Regions from separate parts of the Mus musculus genome. Here all the other regions are linked to region 1. A link is a contact called in public Hi-C and HiCAR-type data. All regions are on one chromosome and are shown on one strand. The core of a region is the stretch at or near the end of the contact, and the rest is flanking DNA. Distances in the headings are between cores, read along the strand shown.

Evidence for each region. A called contact is a pair of places that touch in the nucleus more often than the background predicts. HiCAR-type assays count read pairs that join an accessible place to other places.
Region 2: a Hi-C map of regulatory T cells shows a contact between it and region 1, with 2.4 times the contacts expected there. The contact joins two enhancer-like sites. A contact is called at or near these places in 1 of 15 datasets of contacts at CTCF or cohesin (CD8 T cells), 4 of 484 Hi-C or Micro-C datasets (CD4 T cells, CD8 T cells and regulatory T cells), 11 of 115 datasets of contacts at active chromatin or transcription factors (CD8 T cells, cardiomyocytes, craniofacial prominence and 8 more) and 1 of 9 other capture datasets (embryonic stem cells).
Region 3: a HiCAR-type map of Th17 cells shows a contact between it and region 1, with 6 times the contacts expected there. The contact joins two enhancer-like sites. A contact is called at or near these places in 2 of 484 Hi-C or Micro-C datasets (CD8 T cells and regulatory T cells), 11 of 115 datasets of contacts at active chromatin or transcription factors (CD8 T cells, DN3 thymocytes, Th17 cells and 8 more) and 1 of 9 other capture datasets (embryonic stem cells).

Annotation. Positions count from the first base shown.
Region 1 is chr12:107,969,544-107,974,292 of GRCm38.p6, forward strand. The region is part of intron 2 of Bcl11b (B cell leukemia/lymphoma 11B); the gene reads right to left. Among named protein-coding and RNA genes, the nearest start is that of Bcl11b, 31 kb to the right of the region's middle. Within about 2 kb of position 1,993, at least 36 of the 459 cell types and tissues checked have an H3K27ac peak or open chromatin away from gene starts, as enhancers often do. A contact at or near this core is called in CD8 T cells, Th17 cells, effector CD8 T cells and 1 more, where this site is marked.
Region 2 is chr12:107,121,705-107,126,453 of GRCm38.p6, forward strand. No RefSeq gene overlaps it. Among named protein-coding and RNA genes, the nearest start is that of Gm52008, 13 kb to the left of the region's middle. Within about 2 kb of position 2,082, at least 34 of the 459 cell types and tissues checked have an H3K27ac peak or open chromatin away from gene starts, as enhancers often do. A contact at or near this core is called in CD8 T cells, effector CD8 T cells and regulatory T cells, where this site is marked.
Region 3 is chr12:107,144,586-107,149,334 of GRCm38.p6, forward strand. No RefSeq gene overlaps it. Among named protein-coding and RNA genes, the nearest start is that of Gm52008, 36 kb to the left of the region's middle. Within about 2 kb of position 2,681, at least 40 of the 459 cell types and tissues checked have an H3K27ac peak or open chromatin away from gene starts, as enhancers often do. A contact at or near this core is called in CD8 T cells, Th17 cells and regulatory T cells, where this site is marked.

The DNA.
Region 1 (4,749 bases), core at 743-3,242:
CATAAAAGTACATTTTAATTAGGGAAAAAGAAATAAAAAATTGATACTTGTATTATGCCATGCAAGCATAAAACATTCCTATGGGGTGGGGATATATTGCCCCTCTCAAAAAACGTGAAAACGGTGCTCCAAAGTCAAGGTCAGACTGACTTCTTGGTATTTAAGCCACCTACGAAGGAATATTCAAAAGGTCTCCCAAACCGGCCTCTGGTATGATGGCTAAAGTCCAAACAGAGGACAAGATCACTGTTGGTGCCCTCCTGGGGGTGAGGCACTTGAAGGGAGCTTGAAGCCCACCTCCCTTGCAAGCAGTCCCTGCAGATGCTGGGCTCCATGCCCTGCACATGCGCACTAAGCAGCAACACGCCCACCACCAGGAGCCTGTAGACACAAAAAATGCCTGGAACCGCCCAGCCCCGATTGAGGGAACCAAGCCTTCCCGGTGCAGCCTTCCCAGGGCCGCCACTCTGCAACTGGGAGGTGACAGATCCCATGTTCCTACCCCAAGAGGTGGCCTGGCACATACCGTACAGAAGTCTATTTTTCTCCCTACTGGTGCCTTTCAACGGATACATTTTTTTTTAAGGCGAGAACTCCTACTGATAGTGCAGAAATGAGTCAGAGATCAAAGAAGGAGACAGACATCCACGCCAGCGCGTGTGAGCGAGGGACTCTGGCGAGGGAACCTGACAGTCCCCGCGCCCCTTCCCCCCCTCGTGCCAAGACATTAATTCTCACAAGTCGGAGAAAATTACTATGCATGAATGCAAAAAGCATGATCAGGAGTAATTAACATGGCTTCATATGCAAATTTTATTAATGCAGAAGTACAAAGTCATTATGCAAATGAAACTTACGTCAACTCTCTTGACAAATATTCATCTCTCTGAGCTCAAGTTTCTCTTTTTTATTTATTTATTTAATTCTATTTCTTCCCTACCCCCTTTCTCCTTGTTTTTTTGGGTTGTTTTGTTTTGTTTTTTGGTGGGACTAGGGTGGACTGAGGAGGGAGGTTTGTGGTTCTGGTGTCCCGAGAGGGCCCAGCAAGCTACAAGGGCTGTTTGACAAGTTTGCTAAGTTGTTTTCAACCAGAGAAATTTATTCTTGCATTGTTGATTTTTTTTTTAAAGTTGTTGGCAGGTATAAGACAGCTCATAGGAGAAGGGAAATTTAAAAAAAAAAAAAAAAAAAAAAAAAGGTCTATGGGCAGCAGGCAGCCAATCAAAACGCCAGAGCCAGTAATGAGAGCGATTGATGGCTGTTTGGCTTTTACTGCGGGGTAATGAACTAGAATCCAGTCTGAGGAGGGGGGGAGAATATGAATATTCATGAGACTGTGCTCCTGCGTTTGATGATTAAAGAAATTTTTAATATTCAAATAAGCGCTTGCCAAGTGATTAACAAAGAACAAGCACGCAGAAATATGGAAATGGGAGCCGGGGAAGATTCGAGAGGCGAGCATACTGTGCGGGAAGGCAGCCCCGGATTTCGTAAACAAGATAGGCAGATAACCCAATTCGCACGCAGGCAAATAAAAACATTTGTTTCTGATCACTTAAATATTTTGCCAGCTACTTTGTCTTAAGGATGATAAAAAAATGCTGTGTATTAAGAGGGTAGAGGAAAAATAACATGGAACCAGACGCATTGCTCATATTTAAGAGTCATTATCCTGACTCTAACCCGCCTCCTCCCAGCCCGACAGGAAATTAAGATTCTTTTTCCGGTTTGGTAGAGAGAGAAGATGGAGGTGAGGGCAGATTAGACTTGAAAAGCATGATGCCCCGTGGTGGTACCATGTAGATAGGCACAAATCATAATACGAAGCTTCTGGTCTGTTCCAGAGGCCCAAGAATTGGGGGACCGTGCCACATAGGGATGAGGGGCACTGGTGCCCACGGCCTGGGCATCTCAGGGTCTGCTCTCACTGGCCCTGGTGTGAACACACGAAGTAGGAACAGAGAAAGCCAGCAGCCACTCAGAGGAAGCTGAGCAACCAACTCCTAGATGTCTGCTGCTGAGGCTGAGCTCGTACAGTAAGGGCTCCACCACAGGTCACGAGGAAGCACATCATAACGGTATTAGCTGGTAAAATGATCCTGCAGTTAAAATTCACCTAATTAGCAGCCAATGACATCCATGTTGGCAATTTCCTATTTCAAAGGGGTGGGGTGCCACCTTAATGGAAACAGGCCCTGTGTAACTCCCCAGACAAGGTCTGGGCCTGCCATCACTAACCTCTCTCCCACTCTGCTTGGGGGTGGGGGGTGGGGGGTGGGGGTGGGGGAGTAGCTGAGGCCGGAGGACTAGAAATGATCCTAAGAGAGCCTCTCTGTCACTCACTGTCAAAGCGACCCAGGTCTGGGGCGCAGAAGCTCAACAAGTGCGTTCTTTTTGTTCTTCCATTTGTAAGAAATAAGAAAGCAGAGACAAAACGAAGCAGGAGAGAGGACCCAGTGCTCTAACAACAATGAAAACCCAGAAGCCAGGCCAGGCCTCCAAGGCAGAGCCAGAAAGCAAGTCAGGGGAAGGCTAGCCAGGCTCACAGCAACTGCCCAACCTAGAAACTCTGGGGAAAAGTTTGAGGGCTCCCCGGCTCCCAGCTCTCACTTCCACGTCCTCCATCTGAGCAGGACGCCCCCTCTTGTTCAAACCCACAATACCCTTTCCCTGGACTCAAGGCGCTCAAGGGTTGGTGACCTTACAGGTGGTGACCGAATGTTGGATGCAGATGGGAGAGTTTGTCTCATTTTCCCATCATCCACTGCTTGTGACTGGACTCAGGGAAGGCCTCTATGTGTGTCCATGACAAGGAAGAATATGTCAGGCCACAGCCTGAAGGGCCACAGGCAACTGCTCATGACTGAGCCTGAAAGGACTGTTACTACCTCTTCCTGAAATGACCACCGGGGACACCACTCACAAGCCCCACGCGCACAGCTGGGCATCTCTCCTGCAGCCAGTGTGAAAGGCTCAGGGGCACCCTAAGAGAAAGCAGCACTTCTTTTGGATCCTGAGCCAGGCCGCCTTCCCCCAAGCTCCTCCCTCATCTGGCATCCCTGTAACTGACAAAGAGCCACACCGTTTTAACTCCCTGACAGGCATTCCAGGGAAAGGTTAAGAGATACAGAGAAAGGGTTGCACCCTGTGAGGGCACACCAAAACCCGAGTTCTGCCCCGTGCCAGCGTTGAAAGAGAGACCATCCTCTCGGGCGGCAGCATCTAGCAATCAAAGCTGGTCCACACAGCATCACTTCCCAAGGCCCAGGAGCAATTGTTTCTTTCCACTGCTGCCAATTCTAACTTCCTCAAAACAAGGAGCTGCTAAAAATCCCCTGGGGCAAGCAGATCCCCTTTCTGTACCCAAAGCCAAAGACAGGTGAGGCTACACCACCTGTTCCAGAATCTTCCAACAGCTTCCAAAGGCTCTGAGGGCAGAGCGGGAGGATAGTCCACATGTCAGGAAGGTGTCAGGTGACCCTAAAGCCTCTCCTCAGATCTACCCAGGGTGAGGTGGAGAAGCCAGACAGTCAGTCCTTTGAGCCTCACGGTTCCAGCCCCCAGATGGGCACCTGCTGAGGAAACTTGAAACTAGAACCTCTTCTTTTGCTTCTCTTGAGGGAGCCTGGAGCTCTCAGAACGGCTGGAATGCATGTCAGCCACATTCAATGGCTGCTAAAGCCTGAGCCTGGCTTCAGGCTGCTGCACGCAGAACAGTAAGCAGCGGCCATCCACTGTGATCTTGGCAGGCATACCCCGCCAAACCAGGGTCCAGGATTCTGAGAATGACATGGCCTAGGGACACCAGAGGGGAAGGCCATGTGTTTTACTAGTTAGAGAAACTCGGGTGAGCACATCTGTGATGGAGAGAGAGAGAGAGAGAGAGAGAAGCTAGAGATGCCAGCACGCACCAGGAGCACACACATACATCTGTGTCAGAAACATGGGCAGGCTAAGGCATCTACCTGGGGTCTACAGGGGCCAGGACAAAGCTGGGGCTGACAAGAGTCTCTAATCTTACCTATAAAAATAGCCAATGCCTAGCAAAGAAAGTCCCTGTTTCCCACGCTAGGCCTTTTAGCCAAAAGCTGTGTGGCTGCATCAGCCCTTATCAGAGTCGGCCCTCTGATTCCAGTCAGTCAAGTACTTCAGAAACTTCATCTCGGTTTTGCCTCCAGAACAAACAGTTTACCGCGTGTGTGTGCACGGGCTCAGAGCCCATGAAGATACCGCCTAAAAATGGAAGTCAACAGCTAAGTACACTGTTTGCATTCCAAGAAAAAAAGAACCTGAGACTTACAGGTCAGGACCCTTCAGTCCATTCACAAATAAAACTTAGTTAGGACCAGACTCCAGCGACAAGCTTGCTCATGTGCCCCTAAGTCTCTGTGTTTCCTTTCCTTTACAGCTCAGGAGGCGGAGTTGGGAGGAAATCCATAATGAAAGCAAGTCATGTGACCAGAGGGCAATAACCCAGGAAATGAATTGTCAGATTTGGGCACTCCTGGGAGTTTTAAACGAAGGACTCCTCTATCCTAGACAGCATCCACTGGGCCTGACACTGGTAACCCGAAAACAATGAACTTGTCTCTCATCAAAAGTCTGATCCCATACCAAATGGGTTTGGAAGCTGCAGAGTTCAGGACACCGTTATGATTAGAAGGTGTCAGGAGCTCTAACCTTAGCTTCTGCTTGGGGAAAACACAGAATGAGGAGAGAGGAGATGCACGTCTGAACCATGAGGATCCT
Region 2 (4,749 bases), core at 832-3,331, 850 kb before region 1:
GGGTTTAGCTTACTCTCCTAAGGAAAGACAGGGTGCACAGGCAGTGGGTGACAGTGACTTTAGAGGGTAGCCTCTGGAAATCATATGGGGGTCACTACAGTGTCTCCAGTCTCTGCTCAACATCTGGCACACAGTAGGTTCTTGGTAAAGTGAGAGTCACAGAAGAACTCTCACCAAGCACTGGCTTTATCTATACTGAGCAAGGCCAGATCCCTGTCAGGCTACTGTCCCTTGGGCTGGGCAACTGCAGTGGGTACCACCTCAGGGGGCAGGCCATGCTGGGTGGCTGTTTATCTGTATGCCAAGGGCAGCCTGCTGGGTGTATTAGAGGCCATGAAATAATGATGAAGTCTAGGAGGGGTAATTAAAAGCCACAGTGACATTGATCTGCTGAGATTTCTGAAAGAGCCCAGAGCACACGGGGCGACTCTCATTCTTACCTCATGCAGGCCCAGCCTGATTGGCCCCCTGGGCATTGCTAGGGCCATGGAACCTCACCTGTGGCCGGGAGACTCCCAGGGCAGCAGCCAAGCTGGCTTCAGAGGCTGTGCAAAACAGGAGGCCTGGGCCTGGGGGGCAGCCCAGCTGCTGTGCTCTGCCCAGAGAAGGCAAGGACAGGCTCACTTTTAAAGACACAGCTCCCGTTCACTGTGCTTCAAAGTTTCATCCTTCTCCCTTCAGGCCTAGAGCCAGGGAGAGAACTTGATGTGTTTCGGGGGCCAATTCATCCTTGTTCTTTGGGCCATGAAATCTGCATGAAAGGCTGCTTCCTGAGGGAAAAGTAACCCAACACTTACTTCTTGACCAGGGCAGAGAACTGAGAGCCTCTCCCCAGCAGGAACAGTTATTATATTCTTATAGTAACTATCTCTTCAAAGCAGGACCCTGATAAGAAACATTGTTTCCTTATGTTAAACTAATGATCAGCTATCGTCTTTGTTGTTAACTATACAGAGTCTCTCTCTCTCTCTCTCTCTCTCTCTCTCTCTCTCTCTCTCTCTCCCTCCCCTCTCCCCCCTTCCCTCTCCCCCTCTCTCCCCATGTGTGTGTGTGTGTGTAAACATATATGTGCATGCATTTATGCACATACACATGTGCTCATGGACATACACATACACTTATACAAGGAGACTTGCAGGCCGGCCAGAGGACATTTCTCAGGTACCACCTTTCTTTTGAAATGGGATCTCTCATTGACCTGGAACTCATCAAGCAGGCTAGGCTGTCTGACCAGAGAGCCCAAAATATCTACCTGTTGGCATTACAAATCCACACCCCACACCAAAGTTCTTGTCAACATTATTTATTATTATTATTATTATTATTATTATTATTATTATTATTATTATTATTATTATGTTTCTGGGAATTGAACACAGGTCCTCATGATTGCAAAGCAAGCACGTTGCCAACTTTCAGCTAGCTCCCCAGCCTTCTTTAAGGTGATTTTGCTCATAGTCTGAGAAAACTGAATTTCTACCAGAGTCTGACCACTGGAGATCTCTGTGGTCCTGAGCAACTCGTGTAAGCATACCTAATGTCTGAGTGAGCCTGCTAATCAGCAGAGGTAAGGGGACAGACACTGCAAGCCAGCAAGGGCTCAAATGGGACCGTGTCTGCCAAGTCGCGATCTTGAGAACTGGAAACTCATTAGCTCTGGGGCTTTGTGTTAGAGTCTTGCCCACACTCCAGATCCTATGACCCAGCAGGCATGTGAAGGGTGCATCAGCAGCCTATTTCATAGACTGGGTAACTGAGGCAATTCAAACTAGCCTGTCTTGCCGATTACCAGAGTCCACGCTGCACTGGAAGCCTGGTTGGTTGTTGTTAGGTTTTTTGTTTTATTTTGTTTTTGTTTTTATTTTTTGTTTGTTTTGTTTCCTTTTATTTTTAATTCTAGCTGCTAGAGTCAGTCACAGGCGGTTGGCTCCCCAAAGCCTCACAACTATCTTCCTGCCTGCCTGCCCTGAACGGGCAAACATTGAACCTCCACACATAATCGCAGCCTCTGGCCTTCCTTGGTGACAACCAGCCTGTTTTCTGCTCTTGCCTCTGTCACATGGGTGGGGGGGTGGGAGCCACACCTCTGATCTTCACACGGTGAAGAGCGAAGGAAGCCGAAACCCTGCCAGAGGAGAGGGGTGACAGTCTTCTTAAGCCTTGACAAGTCAACTGTCTTGCCGCAAGGGTAGAGTTGGACACCTGTTCCAAGGTCAGAGGTCGCAGTGTGAAGACACTCTGTCTGCCCTGGGAACTGCCTGGAGCAGGCGAAAATGTCTTCCAGAATCTTGGAGAGGTGTTCTGAGTTTATGTCCTGGGGAAAGCCCAAACCTGTTGTCTCCAGGGCACTCCATCCTCCACATCCTTAATGTGCACAGAATGATGGTGGATGGACCTGGCTGGGGCCAGGCTTCAGCGATTTAAGTGAGCAGTTATTGAGTGTCTAGAGTATATAGCCCTACTTACTTAATATAGCTCTAACACAATGGACACTTCTATTGGCTCTTTCAGGTCATTACAGCCTCAGGCTACATTACCAGACACTGTCTGTACCTCAGCCCCTGAGGTAATGCTTTGATTCCATCCCAGATGCCTTCCATGAAAGGAGGTCAGAGTGACAGGTGCAGACCGAGGCCGTGTGACCCACCCACGAAGCCGACGCGTGAAGTAAGTCAGCCAGCCCAGCAGAGGGGTCCGCCGTGCACTGCTGGGAACAAGAACTATCTCAGCTTTGCACACCCCTTCCACTTCTGAAGAGCTGGCTTACAAGCAGAAGTTCCATTCACCCCTGGGTTACCATCTCTACCGTCGGAGCAAAGAGAGCCGTTCTCATGCCGCATGGCTGGTGACTGGCCTGTGATCTCAGAGTCAAATGGGTTTCAAAGCGTCTTAACATTTCTCTGTGGGTAAAACCTGACCTGAATTGTTAAAACTCCTTGAAGTCTCTAGCTGGAGCTCACATTCCCCTCACCGTGAGAACAGACATGATCACTGCTGTGCCCGTAGAAGCACATTCTGTCCCTAGGTGTTACCTTGACCCCACGGGTAGCATGGCACAGTGTAGTTATAATGCACTGTTCTGATCTATAAAATACAGCCAGCTTTAGGGTTCTGTGAAAGAGACAGGGGGCCACAGATCAAAACCACAGGCCCAGTTCAGAGCCGTGTCCCTTCAGTAGCTTCGGGCTGTGGCAGTCACAGCAGTTTGACAAATAGAGTGGCTCTGGCTCCAGTTCTGGTCCATGCAACTGTGATTTGTGATGTCCTCAGCCAGCTAGGAGCTCCTGGGAGACTGGGGCCCAGTGTCAGAGAGGAGCAGGAGCCTTTCAGGGAAGACAACCTGCGGAGGTTTTGGGGGGGGGTGGGCATACACGGAAGATCCTGGAGGACTGGGCACTCGGGGGTAGGGGTGGGGTCTTCACTTCTCTAGATGTTTTGTGATGACTTGCAGGCCCTGGGCAGAGAGGCAGTGGAAGTTTAATCTTTCCAGAGTTTGCATCTGTGTGCTCAGAGAAGTATAGGGCCCCTGGGAACTGGGGCTGGGGAGGAGGGAAGAGAGAATTAAGACCTGCTGAGGCCACAGCAATTAGCAGGAGCCACCAAGACCTTTTTCTGTGGTAATTGGCTGTCCCTGACCTGGTGCTACAGGGGACGCCAGGGTCTCTAGGGGAGCACTCAGGGACGTCGCCGCTCACAAAGGGCTCAGGGCTGACCAGGAGATCCAAGTAAATAAGGTGGCACTCAGCTTCCAAAGGGCGAGGAGATGATGTAATAGGGACTCCCTGTGGGCGGGCGCCAGGCATGCTGAAGAAGAGTGGCCTGAGGCTCTGGGCCTGGCCTCTGCTGTCCATTTCTGTACTCAGGGCTGGGCATGTCTCTCTCCCCCTCCTTGGGTCTCTGCTCTCATCTTTGCTTCTCTCCTGCTCTGGGTCTCTCTAGCTCTCTTCCCCTCAGGTTTTCTTCATATGTGGTCTTGTGGATTTTTCTTGTTTTCCCTGGACTATTTCTTCTCACGTGCGTGCATGCCCCCGGGTGCTCAGCTGCCCTCCACAGATATAAGTGGACACCGCAGCTGGTGCTTCCTGCTTCTCAACGGAGCCTGGGATCTCCACAGAGAGAAGGGGATTTGTAGCACATTTCAAGCATACATATCTATTCTGGAAATGTTTGGGGAGCAACCATGACCTGGCCCACCACTTAAGACAGAACAAGAATAGAGTTGGAGAAGATAGCAGAAACATTAATAAGTAAAAATGCTGTTTCAGGAAATAAACACTGTGAAGAAAACTAAAACCAGACATGGAAGTAGACTCTGTTGGGAGCAACAGGGAATAACCAGGGTTGCCAGACACGGTATCTTGGTGACATTCTGAGGGAAGTGTGGCATTGACCAGCTGCAGAACATCCCACCAGGGGTAATAAACAGAACACAGGCCCCGTGACAGAAGCCGGCCGGGTGCATTAAAATGCAAGGGAAGAGACGCCAGGTGATGGTAATGTGACAGGAAAGGCTTCATGCTTACCCATGACTCTCAGATGAAGAGATTACCGTGCCATAATTTCACAGAAATTGCACGGGTGTTTCCAAGCTGAGATTCTAACTGGCCTCTGTGAGGAGCAGAAGGCATTCCGCAGAATCTTGGTAGAACAAGGGTAGAGAATATCAAACGGGGTTGGGTGGTGCTGGCACTCACCTCGAACCCCAGCATTCAGATGTCAGAGACAGGCAGATCTCCCAGGTGGAGGCCA
Region 3 (4,749 bases), core at 1,431-3,930, 820 kb before region 1:
AAGAAGCAGTGGTGTGGCTCCTTCCCCATTTGTCACCTGTGCCAGTTGTTAGGAAACACCCCAACACTCTAGCTTTCATCTAAGAGCTGCCCAGGCTGAGAGATTTTGAAAATGGCTAACTGCACAGCAGCCTTTTCTAGAACTGAAGTGGTGTGGCTGTAGACCCTGATTCTATGACACCCATTCACTCAGCACAAACCTGTCAAACCTCTACAAACCACACTGCAGACAACTGTAATTCTGGATGAAATGGGTCCAATTTGCTCTCTTGAAGAAAAGTGGGCCAGCTAGATGGCAGAATCAGAGGGACACTAAGAACTCTCCAAGAAGAGAGAGGTGGAATATTCCAACCAAGGAAAGGACATGCAGTTTTGTTTTTGTCTTGGAAGCATCAACAAATATTCTTTAGGGTAGACGATCAGGCAAAAGTTTTCAATTTCAGACAAACTTTAGTTTGAAACAAGGAGAAGGAGAGTTACCATGGAGACCGAGGTTGTGGTGAAACTGAGCTTTGAACATGAGCCTGCACAGCGACATCTCTAGGTTTAGTTGACCTGAAGGGCTATGCAGCACACTGACCCTGCCTGGCAGCAGTGGTCTGTGTGTCCAGGTCCTCAGCAAAAGCCCTAGTGGGTTTTCTGCAAAAGAGTAACATGTTCAGTTGACCCCATGAGAAGATAAATCTGACTATGGAGTCAGGGATGCTGATGGAGCCAGTCTGGAGACAAGTCCTACGTCTGACTATGGAGTCAGGGATGCTGATGGAGTCAGTCCAGGGACAAGTCCAGCAGAAGCAAAGCTCTGACAAGAGTACCAGGTGGATCAAGCCCACTCCCAATCCCCTGACACCCAGCTAAAGAGATGTCGGTGTGACTATGTATTATTGTTTTCTGACATCCCATATGTTGAGACTGTCCCCTCCTCCTGGTTAGAAGGAAGTGGGTGTTAGGATCCAGAGTGAGCTGTTTCCTTTGACCCAATGACTCACACTCTACTTCTCAGACTAACTCTTCCAGTTCCCAGTAGATAGCCACAGGCATCAGTCGGATACCGAGGATCAGAACCTGAGCCTTGAAGTTACACAGAAGGCATTGACCTGCTCGTCAATACCTACAGATTCCTGTCCAGGGCTCAGTTTCCCGTCTAATGCAAGGAGGAGGAGTATCTGCAGCTTGTGGCCTTGGTGACGCATCACCTGGGTGCCCTTAACCCCGAGACTGGAGGGCAATAGACTCTCATCTGTCATGGATGTCCTCTATCACCTCGCTGCAATCCTGAAGGCCCAGGCTTTTAGAAAGTCCACAGTCGATAACTTATTTGGCTGTCACAACTAGCCTGACCTGAACTTACTAGGCAGCAAAAATTGACCCAGACTGACACCGGGCTATTTATAGCCCGTGTTTATTTCACTTCATGCACATGTTCATACATTTTCTGTAGAAATATCACTGTGCCTGATTGCAAGGCATGGCCCCAGGTCCCACTGGGGGTGTTAAATAATACTAATGCATGCAACTGCTTACATTCTAAACGGGAAGCCTTCTGAATGCCAAAGGCCATGTGGCCTTGAGGTTTCTCTTACAGAGTCGTGGATTCGTTCACATGGGATAAAGCTCGCTCTGTTTTGAGGAGTGGCTGGTGGCTTCCTCACTCAGATAAAAAGGAGTTCAGGGCTAGAGAGGTAGCTCTGTTGGTAGACTATGCACCCACTATGTATAATGTACCTACTATGTGTAAACCTTCTGGTCCAGCCACCAGTACCTTAGGCATAAAGCAGATATAGAGGCGCAAAATTGTAAACCAGCACTTGGTGAGCAGAAGCTTAGCCACACAGGGAGTTCAAAACCAGCCTGAAACACATGAGATGCTGTCTCAAATGGTAGCAATAATTGTAATGTTATTAACAACTAGTCAGATGTTTTTAATCCATCAGGTGCATAGGAAGAGAAGGAATTTGGATCTGCAGAAGGGCAGGGTGCCCAGCTCCCTCTCGCCACCTAAGGAGACCCCACCCCCAAAGCTTATTTCCTGTGTTTACCTCCCATTTGCAGGCTGTGAAGAGAGGGCAGGGTGTGTGTGATCATCCCTCCTCTCAAAGATGAGAGAAACTGAGGCTCAGAGTGTCCCAGTGACTTGCCAGAGACATCCCCTCAGCTGGAGAAGAACAGATACCCATGTGGTTGGAATGCCAGAAGCTAGGCTCTGGGCCCAAAGCCTTGTTTCTTTGGGTTATGTGTTGAGTGCATTTTTTTGAGCACACAGGAAGTGCTCAGTAAACGCACTTGCAGTTGGACTATTTCTTTTTACATTTCCCCATCCAGCCCTCATCTCCTCCATCACCAGGAGGGAGGTAAGGTGAGCCAAACTGAAACCACAGACAACGCTGTTAAAGTGGTGTGTATCAGAAACACGGCATGGTAGAAATGTGCTGTCTGTCTGTCCTTCACTCAGTCTGATTGATTAAGCAATACGAGGTTCTCTGAAATGTCCTCCCTTCAGATAAATAACCAAGGCGTTAGGCTGAATCTGACTTGTAAGTTGTGATGTAATGGGAAAACACCTCCCGTGAAACCGGCAGGGTGAAGGCCAGCAGAGGTTTCTGGATCACAGAGGAAGGGCTTCATTCAGGGACCATTTCATCCCCCGCTCCTCTGAGCCCCACTGTGGGCCCTCACGCCGGGGCATTTCAGAAGCTCTGTGTGTTCATTCCTGGAATCTTCTTGCCTTTCATCTCGTTTGCTGTGTACAGTAGCTCGCCTGTCCCCATCCTTCCGAGAATGTCTCAAGCCCTGCCTTGACTGTAAAGCCCTGGGTCCTTCTCATACCTCTCTCCTACCTCTTTCTCTGTGTCCAGGAGCTGTAGTCAGAGTCATGGTACCAATGACCTGGGCATGGGAAGCCCCGAGCTCTGGTTCTCTCTCTTCTTTCTTCAAGGGTGCTATCACATGGAAACTTTGTCTTTAACTCTTAGTTCTTCATAGATGCAAACAGTCAGTTTCGTCTGCCCGATGCTGTTCTCCTATGAGGAAGCATGGGTACCACATTATCTGAGGAAGGCAGAGCACTCTGTGTGAGGTGTGTGGAGCCCCGCAGCTATCATCTGCTCTATGGCTTTCCATTTTTTACTTCCTAGCTCTTGATTGTTTGATGGTCGAGTGTCCTTTTGAGACCATATGGCACCAGAGTCTCCTTTCTCGCCTTGAGACACACACACACAAGGAGTTATGCCTTTCTTACTGTTATCGAGGGTCAGTGATTTTTCAGAGTCCCCCCTTCTTCCAGTTCGGGCTTTTCAGTGTGGCCTTTTGGGCAACTGCTGCTGTATACCTGAGGGTTAGCTTGAATGTATATTCCAAGCTTTGTGTGTACATTGAAGCAAGATAGGTGGGAAGGAAGGGCAGCCACCCTAACCTCATAGTCTGATGGTTTTGGGGCTCAAACCTGGGGTCAGGTTGTGATTAGGCTACTTATCAGAGCTTTATGGGTTTCCAATAAACAGATGGATGGGTGGTAGAGAGCACTGAGGTGGACAGTCAGATCTGGGGTGACCTAAGACTTAGATAAGAGACAAAAATTGTCAACATAGGCTCATGGTTGGTCCTAAATGTCCAAGCCCTGCAAAGGTCAAGACCCTTCTAAAAAGACCTCACACAAGCCTAGCTTTTAGGATGGACTTTGTCCCTTTCAGGCTGCCCAGGAAGGGTCAGAGATGGGGACTTTTGTCTGTGAGGACATTCTCTTTCCTTGCGAGTCACTGGCCTTCTAACATCCTATATGTGATTTCTGAGTGCCTGACAGGCACAAATTACTTTTAGTGAATTCATAGAGCGTGAACAGAACTCCAGCACTCTTCTCCTGGTGGGACTTTCCACGGGTTGACCCGAGCAGGTTTCTATAAAGAAGTGACAACTTGCCTGGAGGCCCTTATCCCCCGACTGGTAGGGACAAAGCTGCAAAGTGCTATATCATCTTCCTCTCCCCTCCTCAGCCTCCCCACCCCACCTCAGGGAGGGCGCTTACTGCTGGGCCTGGCGCCAGAGGAACTGGTGGTTGCTTTTGTGGTCACCCAGCAGTTTTATGAAGGCCCTTGAGGTACTTCAAGTACCAGGTGGCCCCAGTGTGGTTAAACTGTCTGGGGGCCGAACTCTGTCAGTGGCCACCTGAGAAGCGCAGGGGCCTGAGGGTGAGAGCTGTTCAGTTGGCTGTGGTGATAATTACATAACACAGGGAAGGCACAAATGGCCATTGTCAAGTGCACACTCACGTATGATAAACGAGCGCATTCCCAGTCTTCTGGGGCATTTGATGGGCACGACCTGGTTTGCAGAAACTATTCCTTTGTGGAAGTCACACCAACCCCCTGGGTACGTTGTTTTCCAGAGTTGCCCAGATGTAGAAGCTGGCTGTCCAGGGTTCACCTGTCATGGAGCCTTTGGTGAGCTGTGTGAGAGTGTTCTTCATCACAGACCCCATGAGCCAAGAGTACTTTTGTTATGTGGGCAGTGACACCGGCAGCCCTGAGTCCAGTAGGGGACAGTCTTTCTGGGCCCTTAAGCTCTCAAGCAGGCGTGAGGCAGAGAGTTATCTGCCTCTTGGTCTTCCTAGCTGATGTGCCATAGAGTGTGTCTCAGGCTGTAGTCAGATTGCAGAGTCGCTCAGATCCCTTCTCAAAGTACTTGGAAGCTTCAAGAAGACGTTTCAATACGATCTTCTCCTGCTTTCAATCCTTTGATCTTCCTTCTAGAATGG